3 separate regions of the Mus musculus genome follow, and all the other regions are linked to region 3. The links are chromatin contacts, called in public Hi-C maps. All regions are on one chromosome and are shown on one strand. The core of a region is the stretch at or near the end of the contact, and the rest is flanking DNA. Distances in the headings are between cores, read along the strand shown. Region 1 overlaps Dgki (diacylglycerol kinase, iota). Region 2 has its middle 76 kb from the start of Trim24. Region 3 has its middle 21 kb from the start of Gm33318.

Evidence for each region. A called contact is a pair of places that touch in the nucleus more often than the background predicts.
Region 1: a Hi-C map of cerebral cortex shows a contact between it and region 3, with 2.6 times the contacts expected there. The contact joins two enhancer-like sites. A contact is called at or near these places in 2 of 15 datasets of contacts at CTCF or cohesin (the NIH/3T3 cell line and large pre-B cells), 79 of 484 Hi-C or Micro-C datasets (the AML12 cell line, B cells, the C2C12 cell line and 50 more), 6 of 115 datasets of contacts at active chromatin or transcription factors (T-cell acute lymphoblastic leukemia, bone marrow-derived dendritic cells, bone marrow-derived macrophages and 3 more) and 1 of 9 other capture datasets (embryonic stem cells).
Region 2: a contact with region 3 is called in a Hi-C map of uterus. The contact joins two enhancer-like sites. A contact is called at or near these places in 2 of 484 Hi-C or Micro-C datasets (both in uterus) and 1 of 115 datasets of contacts at active chromatin or transcription factors (embryonic stem cells).

The regions. Positions count from the first base shown.
Region 1 is chr6:37,095,586-37,099,206 of GRCm38.p6, forward strand. It overlaps Dgki (diacylglycerol kinase, iota), which reads right to left. Exons shown (of 34, transcript NM_001081206.2): 4 at 1,967-2,041; 5 at 663-719. Among named protein-coding and RNA genes, the nearest start is that of Gm52857, 190 kb to the left of the region's middle. Within about 2 kb of position 1,361, at least 39 of the 459 cell types and tissues checked have an H3K27ac peak or open chromatin away from gene starts, as enhancers often do. A contact at or near this core is called in the CH12 cell line, cerebral cortex and cortical glia, where this site is marked.
Region 2 is chr6:37,792,982-37,796,284 of GRCm38.p6, forward strand. No RefSeq gene overlaps it. Among named protein-coding and RNA genes, the nearest start is that of Trim24, 76 kb to the right of the region's middle. Within about 2 kb of position 1,465, at least 25 of the 459 cell types and tissues checked have an H3K27ac peak or open chromatin away from gene starts, as enhancers often do. A contact at or near this core is called in uterus, where this site is marked.
Region 3 is chr6:37,462,296-37,465,557 of GRCm38.p6, forward strand. No RefSeq gene overlaps it. Among named protein-coding and RNA genes, the nearest start is that of Gm33318, 21 kb to the left of the region's middle. Within about 2 kb of position 1,791, at least 160 of the 459 cell types and tissues checked have an H3K27ac peak or open chromatin away from gene starts, as enhancers often do. A contact at or near this core is called in the CH12 cell line, cerebral cortex, cortical glia and 1 more, where this site is marked.

The DNA of each region.
Region 1 (3,621 bases), core at 111-2,610, 370 kb before region 3:
TGGAAGCCTGACTTCCACTGTCTAGCTCTAACTCTCCTCCCAAGTAATGCATCTTACTAAGCTCTCACCTAGGCTTATGTGCTGCTGCTGTTTCTGTCTAAATGGTTGTCTCCCTGTATCTCACATCGCACCCTTTGCCCTAGAAGAGTCCTAAAAGATTCAATCAGTGCCCACATCTCTCAGAAAGCCCATTATCTGGCTCTCTCTCTCTCTCTCTCTCTCTCTCTCTCTCTCTCTCTCTCTCTCTCTCCCTCCCTCCCTCCCTCCTTCTCTTCCTCCTCCTCCTCTTCCCCCTCTCCCTCTCTCCCTCCCTCCCCCCCTCCCTCCCTCCCTCCCTCCTTTTCCTCATCCTCCTTTTGTGGACTAGAGAGTACAACTCAGACCCTAGTTCTAAACTGTCTAGAATAATGGGGAACTCCCCCAACCCCACTTTTCCATTTCATGCGTTAAGACTCTGGCTCCCAAACCCACTCCACTGACAGAATAAAGTACAGTATACCGAAGAATCTTGGAGACTCTTTGTCCTTATTGACACATTAAGAAGAAACTGCTGTATAATGAGGGGAGACAGACCTCATTTGTCAATCCTAGGTGAATCCCTGGGAGATTCGGTGAACCTAGGAGAGTTCAAGGTGCTCTCTGAAACAACTCACAAAACTCACTTCTCTTGGCGATCTGGAGCCTCCTTCCCGAAATGTTGGTTTACATCTGAAATTAATCTGCCATTTGAAGAGAAAAGTATGTTAATGTTAGTGACGAGCAACAGGTTGAAGAGAGCTACCTGAGACCAGAAAGCAACCAATAGTGGTAGACATGAAGGCTATAAACCAAGCCCAGGAAGAATAAGGAATCCGTTCTAGCCTGCTCCTACTCTCCCGAAGCATCTCACTAGACGATCCACAGAGGTACAGTGCCATTTCACACCTCCAGTCGGCAGTCCTGCATTCTCATCCATGCAGTCTAACTTCAAACAAACAAACAAAAACGTTCTTAGCCCATGAATCTGGAAAAATGGAGACCAAAGTCACAGGTAAAGTACATGGCAGCTGAAGTCATCCGGGTAAGTTGGGTTTTTTTTTTTTTTTTTTTTGCTTTTTTTTTTAAAGTAGAAAATATAAACCTGAGAAGTCCTAACTGCTGTGATAACCATTCAAACACACGCACAGATATTCCCTGTAAAAGGACTCAGCACTGCCTTGCTCTGTGGATGAGAAGTGTCCTCGTGAGCTCTTTTGCTCCTGTATAAAGTGAAGTAGAGTGCAGACGAGAAAAATCTAGTCCAAGTGTTAGGCATGGCTGTGAGATATAGGTTGACAGCAGCTGGAGGTGCTGGCGAAGCTAAGCAAACATTGTACAAAGCTAAAATAGTCCCACCGTGATTGCCAAGGGCAGCGCACGAATATAGATCCCACTCAGTGTCTCGCCTGGACACGGAGGAGGAATTATAAATGAGAGCAGCAAGCAGCTCTCTCGCAGAGCTCTGCCCTTCCCCCCAGATGGTAAATGAATAGACAGTTCAGAATCCACTTCTGGAGACAAGACACCACCCTTGGGATGCCACTCCTGGCTTAGCCACACATTTCATGCTGCACCAGCAAAAACTGCTGCCCGTGAGGTCTGCAGCAGCATCTGGGAGCTGCTTTCGGCTGGCTTGGCTAACTCTCCCTTCGAGCTCCTTTAGGAATATGTGAACTCACCGAGAGAAACATATGGAAGCTACAATCTTAAAAGGCTTATTGTAAGTGTTGCCAAGCTTTCCCAAAGTTCAATGCAACATAATATCAAATTAAACCCAGGAAAACAAGACCATGGCTGACCTTTATATATTGTCTTTTCATTGTTATTCTGGTAAGTCATCCTGAACTCAACAATTTTTGGTTTTGTTTTTTAAAAAGTTAGACATTGACACCAGATCTTGGTAAGTGACCGAAGCCAACACACTCGCCAGCAGGTGGCGCTCGCTTACCTTCTCTAGTTGCTCAATGCAGGCTGTGTGGACCACGATTTTGCAGACGGCACACTTCCTCCTGAGAGCGGATTTCTACAACATTCAATTCAAAATACAGGAGAGAAGTGTTAGCAAGCTGTTCTGGAGACTTCCCTGGAATGAACGCGAGACTCCTTAAATTAAGCAAAATTGTAAGTGCTTCTGTTACTAAGCAAATTGAAAACCCCTAAACATGTCAAGGTAACTACCCACAGGCACACCAGTGGCCTAGACAGGCTTCTTCGCAATATAACAGCAATACCTGTTACAAAGAGGGCTTATAACATAAACCAAGGTCTTTAGTCTGTTACACCAGTTTTAAGTGCTACGCCTGAACAACGCAAGCACTGTCCTTACGTTTTCAAACTTTTTCACACATTCCAACTTCACTCTTGAGGGACAGAGTCAATATTCTTATGTACAAAACAAGCATTCCACCCATACTCTCGGAGGCTGCATCTCCATGACTGGTTGCTTTAAGCTTCTGTTCTAGGCACAAATCTCGTCGGTGCTATTTGGGTTTCTACCCAAATCTTCAGGAGCGAGATTACAAGTCGGGATTCACACCCAGGAAGCAACAATAACAAACCACTAGCAACAAGGACAGCGTGGGCCACTGGTTAGAATACAGGTCTTGCTCTATGCCCTGACAGGCACATCACAGATGGTCATTCACTTAACCTTTACAGCCTTGTGAAGTAGGGATAGCCCTTATCTATCCCTGCTTCACAGGTAAGAAAACCCACACGCAGCCAGTGACCGGTCCAAGATCGCCCCATTAGGGCACAGCACACCCAATGTGTCTGGCTCCTAAGTGCCATCAAATTTAGCCTTGATTTTGGGCACGCGTTTAAATTCACAGAGAAAAGCTTTCTGGGGTCTATGTTATCTCCAATGATTAAACACTCGAACATGGTGCACGTAGAGAGATGACCGTATGGGCTTCTGATGTCACTCCTGCCAGCATCGCCTAGGGATGTGCAGAGGCCTCTACAAGGACAGGCCTGAGCAAGAGCTGCCTGCCGGGATAATTCTGTTGGATGGTAGTAACTACCACAGCAGCAAATGCAGCATGTAGTGTGTGAGGATCTTAAACTTTCTAAAGACTGTAAACAGTTACTTTCTTCAACAGGCTCTTCTTCAAACCAGTGCTTGCCTCCCTTAGGTGATGAATTGGAACCACATAACAAATCATTTAATGGGTTAGCTGTTATTTTTCATGCTAAGACACAGCTGTTTTGAACCTAGCATCATACACATAAATATACATATATGCATACATATATATATTAATAAACTAAATATTACCAAATAAATATTAAATATTATAATAAATATTACACCAAACCTATTTTGAGCACAAAAACTCATAATAACAGAGATTATCAAAGAGCCCACATGGGAAAGGCTGGGAGTGCTTGTGCATTTGGAAGGTGTCAGTGTAGACTGCTGGCAACCTGTGACTGATGGCTGGCTTCCCTGAGGAAGGACAGTGGAGCCCAGTGGATCACACCTAACACTTCTGTAGAGACAGGGCCCTGGAGGGACAGACAGCCCTGGGGATGCTGGGGAAGGTAGAAGAAAAGAAACTGTCACTTTTTATTTCCTCTGTGGACCCATCATCCAAGTCTAGA
Region 2 (3,303 bases), core at 215-2,714, 330 kb after region 3:
TGGCTTTTGGCTTTTGGTTTTTCAACACAAGGTTTCTCTGTATAGCCTTGGCTGTCCTGGAACTCACTTTGTAGACCAGGCTGGCCTCAAACTCAGAAATCCGCCTGCCTCTGCCTCCCGAGTGCTGGGATTAAAGGCATGCGCCACCATGCCCAACAAGAAGCTGGATTCTTATCAAGCTTTTTTTCTACAAGCTCTCTGAATTTTATTCAAGTGTTGGATATGAAATGCAATCTCTCCTTCAGACAATGCAGACTTCTTGACATGTTATTCATTTTCATTTTATATATATATATATATATATAAAAATTGATTGTCACAGATTACAAGCTCCATCAATCATTGAGACCATGAGAGGGAAATCCAGAATTTAGTGTGTTTTTTAGCTGTCTGCTGCTTGGTTTGTTTGTTTGTTTACTATTTTTATGTGGTTGTTTTGTTTGTTGTTTGATGTTTTTTGAGATAAGGTTTCTCTTCTTAGATCTGGCTTTTCTGGAACTCAATTAGTAGACCAGGCTAGCCTTGAATTCACAGAAATCTGACTGTCTTTGCTCCCCAATTGCTTGGATTTAGGCAGTGTGGCACCACTGCCTGGCATTTCCTTTTACTTTCGAGGCAGGGTCCCTTCATGCAATACTGGCTGACCTTAAACTCACCATGACATCCTGCCTCTGCCTTCAAAATATTAGTATTAGAAATATGCATTAAGCCGGGCATGGTGGCTCACGCCTTTAATCCCAGCACTCAGGAGGCAGAGGCAGGCGGATTTCTGAGTTCGAGGCCAGCCTGGTCTACAAAGTGAGTTCCAGGACAGCCAGGGCTACACAGAGAAACCCTGTCTCAGAAAACCAAAAAAAAAAAAAAAAAAAAAAAAAAAAAAAAAAAAAAAAAAAAAAAAAAAAAAACAAACAAACAGAAATATGCATTAAGCTCTAAGAATCCAAAAATTACTGAAGGAAGACCCCAGACTCAAATAGTATACAAAACAAAGAATGTTTATTTTTCGGAAACAACCAGCATGCGAGGGTCAACCATTAATCAAAATGGTGACTGTCAAGGAGCTCACTCACAGGGCCCTTTTTATGCAGAGCTGAGAGAATTTTTTAGAAGGATTAGGTAATCTCTGATATGATTGGTAGGGATCACAGAGGTAACAGTACAGTTTTGATTGGCTACTATGTTAGTTTTTTTCTATATTTAGAGAGCTGGTTAGGTAATCTAAAACTTCATTGGTGGGTGCTGGAAAAGTTGCATGTGTCGGCTTCTGATTGGCTTGTGCCTGGTGGTCAGAGGTCTGCATTCCTATGTCATGAATGTTTATTCACAGGATGAGGTAGGGCTGCCCAGCATGGATGGCTCAGCCTGAGATAAGATAATTTCCCGTTCTTGTGGTTATGTCCAAACTGTTCTTTGGGAGAGAGGTTTTATGACCTTGTTCCTGGAATTTATGATCTGTTCCAGAGCCAGTGACTTATGGCTTACTTCCTGGGATTTACGGTCTGTTCCTGGAGTTGATGACTGTGACCTAGTTCCTGGGACTGGTGACTTTCGAAATCACTTTTTGAAGTCAGACATGCTCCTAAAGTGGATATATGAGGCCTTACTCCCCAAAATAGCAGCAAAAATAGGGAAATAAAATAAAGAAAGTCTAAAATCACTACTTTCTTAACTAATCAAACCAACAGAAAAATTGACTTGAACCCCATTCTTGCATACCCTTAAACGAACACCTTCTATATTTGGCAGCTACAGATGCCTCCTGGGGGCTGGCAAGATGGCTCAGAAGATAAAGGTACCTGACAACAAGCTTCAGAACCGAGTTCATTCCTAGGAATCATATGGTGGAAGGACAAAACCAACTCTTGAAAGTTGTCCTCAGACCTCCACTCGTACACCATAGCACATACATGCCAACACAGACACACACTAAATAAATATATAAATGAATAAACATAACAATAATAGATTATCTTTAATTCACACTTAAACTAATTATCCAGATAGTTCAGCAGGAACCTTGAAAGTGACTGAAAATCTCTTCAGGTTGCTCTTTACCAGATATTCAATGTTCACCCCATTATCTCTTCCACTTTTGGCCCCAAGCTGAACTTTTAAATGGACATGCTTAAACTGTTCTTCCTAAGAGCCAAGCTGTGGTATAGAAGTGAAAAACCCAACCCAGCAAAGTCTGTGTCTAATCATGTTCTGCATGATTGTTCTCTTTCAATCCTGTGGTTGCCCTAGCAACCACTTCCATTCTTTCATCTTAAAGCCTTTGACATCTCCTCAATTTCAAGTTGATGCTTGAAGTTTTTCCTCAATAGAGTACTAAAGATTATCTATTAACTAACCTCTCAGAGTTCTGAATATGACAGAGCAATCTGGGCATTTAACAAATGCCATATTTTTGTAGTTGATATTGCATGCAAAAATAATACATTTTTCAGGAAGGTTATGTGGTTTCTACTGTTTAGAAAGTTATGAATGTGACTCTATTTTAACTTTCTTGTTGTGGTTTGAATGAGAATGGCCTTCTAAGGTTCATATGTTTGAATAGTTGGTCCCTGGTTGATGGAACTATTTGGAAAGGATTAGAAGGTATGCCGCCTCTCTCTCTCTCTCTCTCTCTCTCTCTCTCTCTCTCTCTTTCCCTCCCTGTGTGTGTGCGTGTGTGCGTGTGTGCGTGTGTGTGTGTGTGTGTGTGTGTGTGTGTGTGTCTGTGTGTTTGTCATGTGAGTCCTGGGAACTGAACCTGTGTCTTCTTCAATAACAGCAAGTACTCTTAACCCTGAAACAACTCTCCAGCCTGCCACTTACATTTTGAAAAAAGAAGTAAAAATAAAAGTATAGAAAGATGTAGAGGAATTTTAATACAGCAACATGGCTACTCTGATCTCATCCAAAGATCTTCTAGGTATGTGTGATCTAGCTGGAAGGCAGACACGCCCTCAGTACACACCTTTAATCCCAAACAATAACAGTCTAATTGAGGGTCATGAATCAAAGGAAGATTTGACAGAATGAGTCAGAAATAAGGTACTCCCAACTCTCTGGATAAAATAAGTGCAACATAGGGAGTTGAGAGTCACTTCAGTGCGTTCAATTGAGTAAAGTTGAGTTTGTCAGTAAGTCGAGAGTCAGTCAGTTGAGAGGTAGTGAGCCTAGTGGAGTTGAGTTCCTTTGTGAGTTGATGCAGAGTCAGTTGAACCCAGAGAATAAGGAGCCAGAAGACTAGAACAAATTACTAGAATTTGAGGACAAAGGGAACAATTCAGTGAGAAGCTGAGAGAAACAAGATTGAAT
Region 3 (3,262 bases), core at 541-3,040:
ACTGTGCATCCCTGCTCATACAGAAGAGAGGAGGATTGCAATGATAGGGTGGTTTCTATGTCTGCCACTGCTTTGGGAGAACTCTGGCTTCTATGTCTCACTTTGTACGAGACCTTGATGGGAGGTGACCCTGATGCCCTCACGGTACAGGAGTTCAAGAGCTCTCTGTGCCATAGCACTATATTTGAGGTGTCCTTGGTTGAGTCTCAACACTAAGACATCTGAGAATACATCATCTCACAGGCTGCACCGTCTCGGGGAATTACACCCCCCCACACACACTTTTTTTTTTTTTTTAACCTTGAACTTGCCAAGTTTTCATGATGAGAATGGGAGGACATCCTCTGATACTTCTGAAAAACAGATTGTCCATTTTAAATGAGAGGTCCTATTGTTAACTCGGTGTGTCCACAAACAACTTCAGAAACTGTCTCCATTGCATGGACTATAGGTCCCATCACGGAGATAAGAAGACCATCTGAATTCTTCTTCTCTAGCATTTCCAGCTCACCTAAGGGGGTCAGGGGTGACACAGATCTGTCCTAGCTCTGAGTCACTGTCCAATGGCCTACAGACCAAAACCTGTTAACTGGGCTGCAGAAACTGCAATAGTAGACTCTACTATTATCGTTGAAAATCCCAACCCCATTCTACTAGTAATTGGCAGGTTCAGTAGGTAGAAAATTGTGAAAGACACAGTTGAACTGAATAACACTGTCAACCAACTGGATGCAACTGGTACCTATAGAGTATGACATCCAACAATAAAGATTTATTTCAAGCTCATCCAAAACAATCAGCATTGTAATTCATACCCTGGACCACACAAACACACTTCAAATATCCTAAATAGGGCTGGAGAGATGCCACCATGAGGCTGCTTTTTCTAGCCTAGTTTTCCAGCACCCACACAGTGGCTCACAACCACTTGTAACTCTAGTTCCAGTTCTAGTTCTGACATTCTCTTCTGGCCTTTGTGGGCATCAGGCATGCATGTGGTATACATACGTAGAAACATTCAGGCAGACACTCATATATAAACACTCACAGATAAAAATAAGTAAAAAAAATTGAAACAGGGTCTCATACTTCATGGCTGTGGCTTGTGTGAAACCTGGAATGTAGATAGGCTAACCTCAGACTCAGAGATCTATTCACCTGTGTCCTTAGTGCTAGGATTAAAGGCCTGCACTTCTGCACTTAAATAAAAATTATACAAAGCTCACAAATGGAAATGGGAATAAACTAGAAAACAATAATGGAAAACTGAGAAACTCCATAAAATACTTGAGATTAAAGGGCATAATTCTAAGTAAATGTGAGTCAATGATGTCACAAGAGAGGTAACTATAACTCACCAACATTTGCTTAATACAAACTGGGCATAGTAATACTTGCCCATAGTCCTTCCTAGTACTGAGCAGGTTGAGCCAGGAGAATCAGTTTAAGGCCAAGGATAGCCAAAGCTATATACCAAGACCTTCTCAAGGAACAAATAAAACAAGAACAAAAAGTATCCCAACAACTGAGGGCTGGTTCCCTTCTAGTTCTGGTGGGCAACCAAAACTGCTGTTGGCAAGACCTTATCCCTGAAGACATCAAATGTTCTGGTGACAGGGCATGGAGAAATTAAGCTAGAACTGGGCTGGAAGTCTCCTCCCTGCTGGAGAGCCCTAACTATGCTAGACAAAGCTGAACCCACTGCAAGAGGAAAGCGTCGTCAATGGTCTTACTCAACTGTAGATGGAGCCTGTGTGCAGCAATGATGACCAGCCACTCAAGATGTGTTCAGTGGAACAGTAGTGGCTTCACAGTTAAAGAGGTATACACTTGCTTTCAGATTGGGTTTGTGTTGGGAGCCGCCCCCACATTCGCCGTCACAAGATGGCGCTGACATCCTGTGTTCTAAGTGGTAAACAAATAATCTGCGCATGAGCCAAGGGTATTTTATGACTACTTGTACTCTACCTTTCCCGTGAACGTCAGCTCGGCCATGGGCTGCAGCCAATCAGGGAGTGATGCGTCCTAGGCGAAATATAACTCTCCTAAAAAAGGGGACGGGGTTTCCGCCATTCTCTCTCGCTGGCATCTCTCTGGCTCTGCGCGCCCTGCGCTCGCTCGCTGCCTAAAGATGTAAACAATAGAGCGCGCGCGCCGGAGCTCTGGCTCCTAAAGATGTAATTGAAGGGGCTTTCGTTTTTGGGGCTGGGCGCTGGGCGCTTGCCCTCCTGGCTCCCAAAGATGTAAGCAATAAAGTTTTGCCGCAGAAGATTTTGGTTTGTTGCGTCTTTCCTGGCCGGGCGTGAGAACGCTATTAAGAGGTTTGGGGTCCACTCTGCATCTGGTACTATAAACCTGGTCAAAAGTCCATGGTTGAGAAGGTCGGAGACCATAGTATAGGCGTCCTTTTCCCTCCCTAAATGGATATGATGTGCTCATCAGATGTCTTCTGCACAATTGTATTTATGTGTATAGATTAGTGCTGCTGTCTGCTTTACTCAGAGAAACTGCCTTCTGCAGTAGGTTCCTTGTAGTCTCAGCACTCAGGAGATGGAGGTAGAAGAATCAAGAGTTGAAGGACAGGCCAGGTGGTAGCAGAACAAGCCTGTGATCCCAGCACTTGGGAGGCAGATGCAGGTGGATCTCTGTGAGTTCAAGGCCAGCCTGGTCTACAAAGCATGCTCTAGAATATCCAGAATAGCAAGGGCTGTTACACAGAGACAACTTGTCTCAAAAACAAACAAACAAAAAACACAAAAAAATTCAAGGACAGTCTCAGCTACATAATAAATTCAAGGTTAATCTAAATGACACCCTGTCTCAAGCAACAATGGCAGCAAAAACAATAAAAAAACCAACTAGCCAACCAAACAACCAAACCAAAAAACCAAACCAAACCAAAACAAAACAAAACAAAAAAACCCTATTTTTAAAAATGGGGGATACAGTAAAAGCAACAGTAAGAAAATATAGCATCAAAATATATGCAAAGAAAATATGAAAGATGACAAAAATCAATCTAAGGTTTCACTTTAAGAAACTAAAAACCAGGGCTGGAGAGATGGCTCTGTTGGTAAAGTGCATGCATGCAAGCATGGTGGCTTGAGTCAGAGCCCAGAACACAAAGAAGGATGGCACAGGGTTGTGAATGCCTCTTATCCCAACAGTGGGCAGGCAGAAGCAAGCAGGTCCTGGGATTCCCAGTCTGTTGATGAACTCCAGGCCAGAGAGAAAGACTCTGCCTCCCATGTACATGGGCACA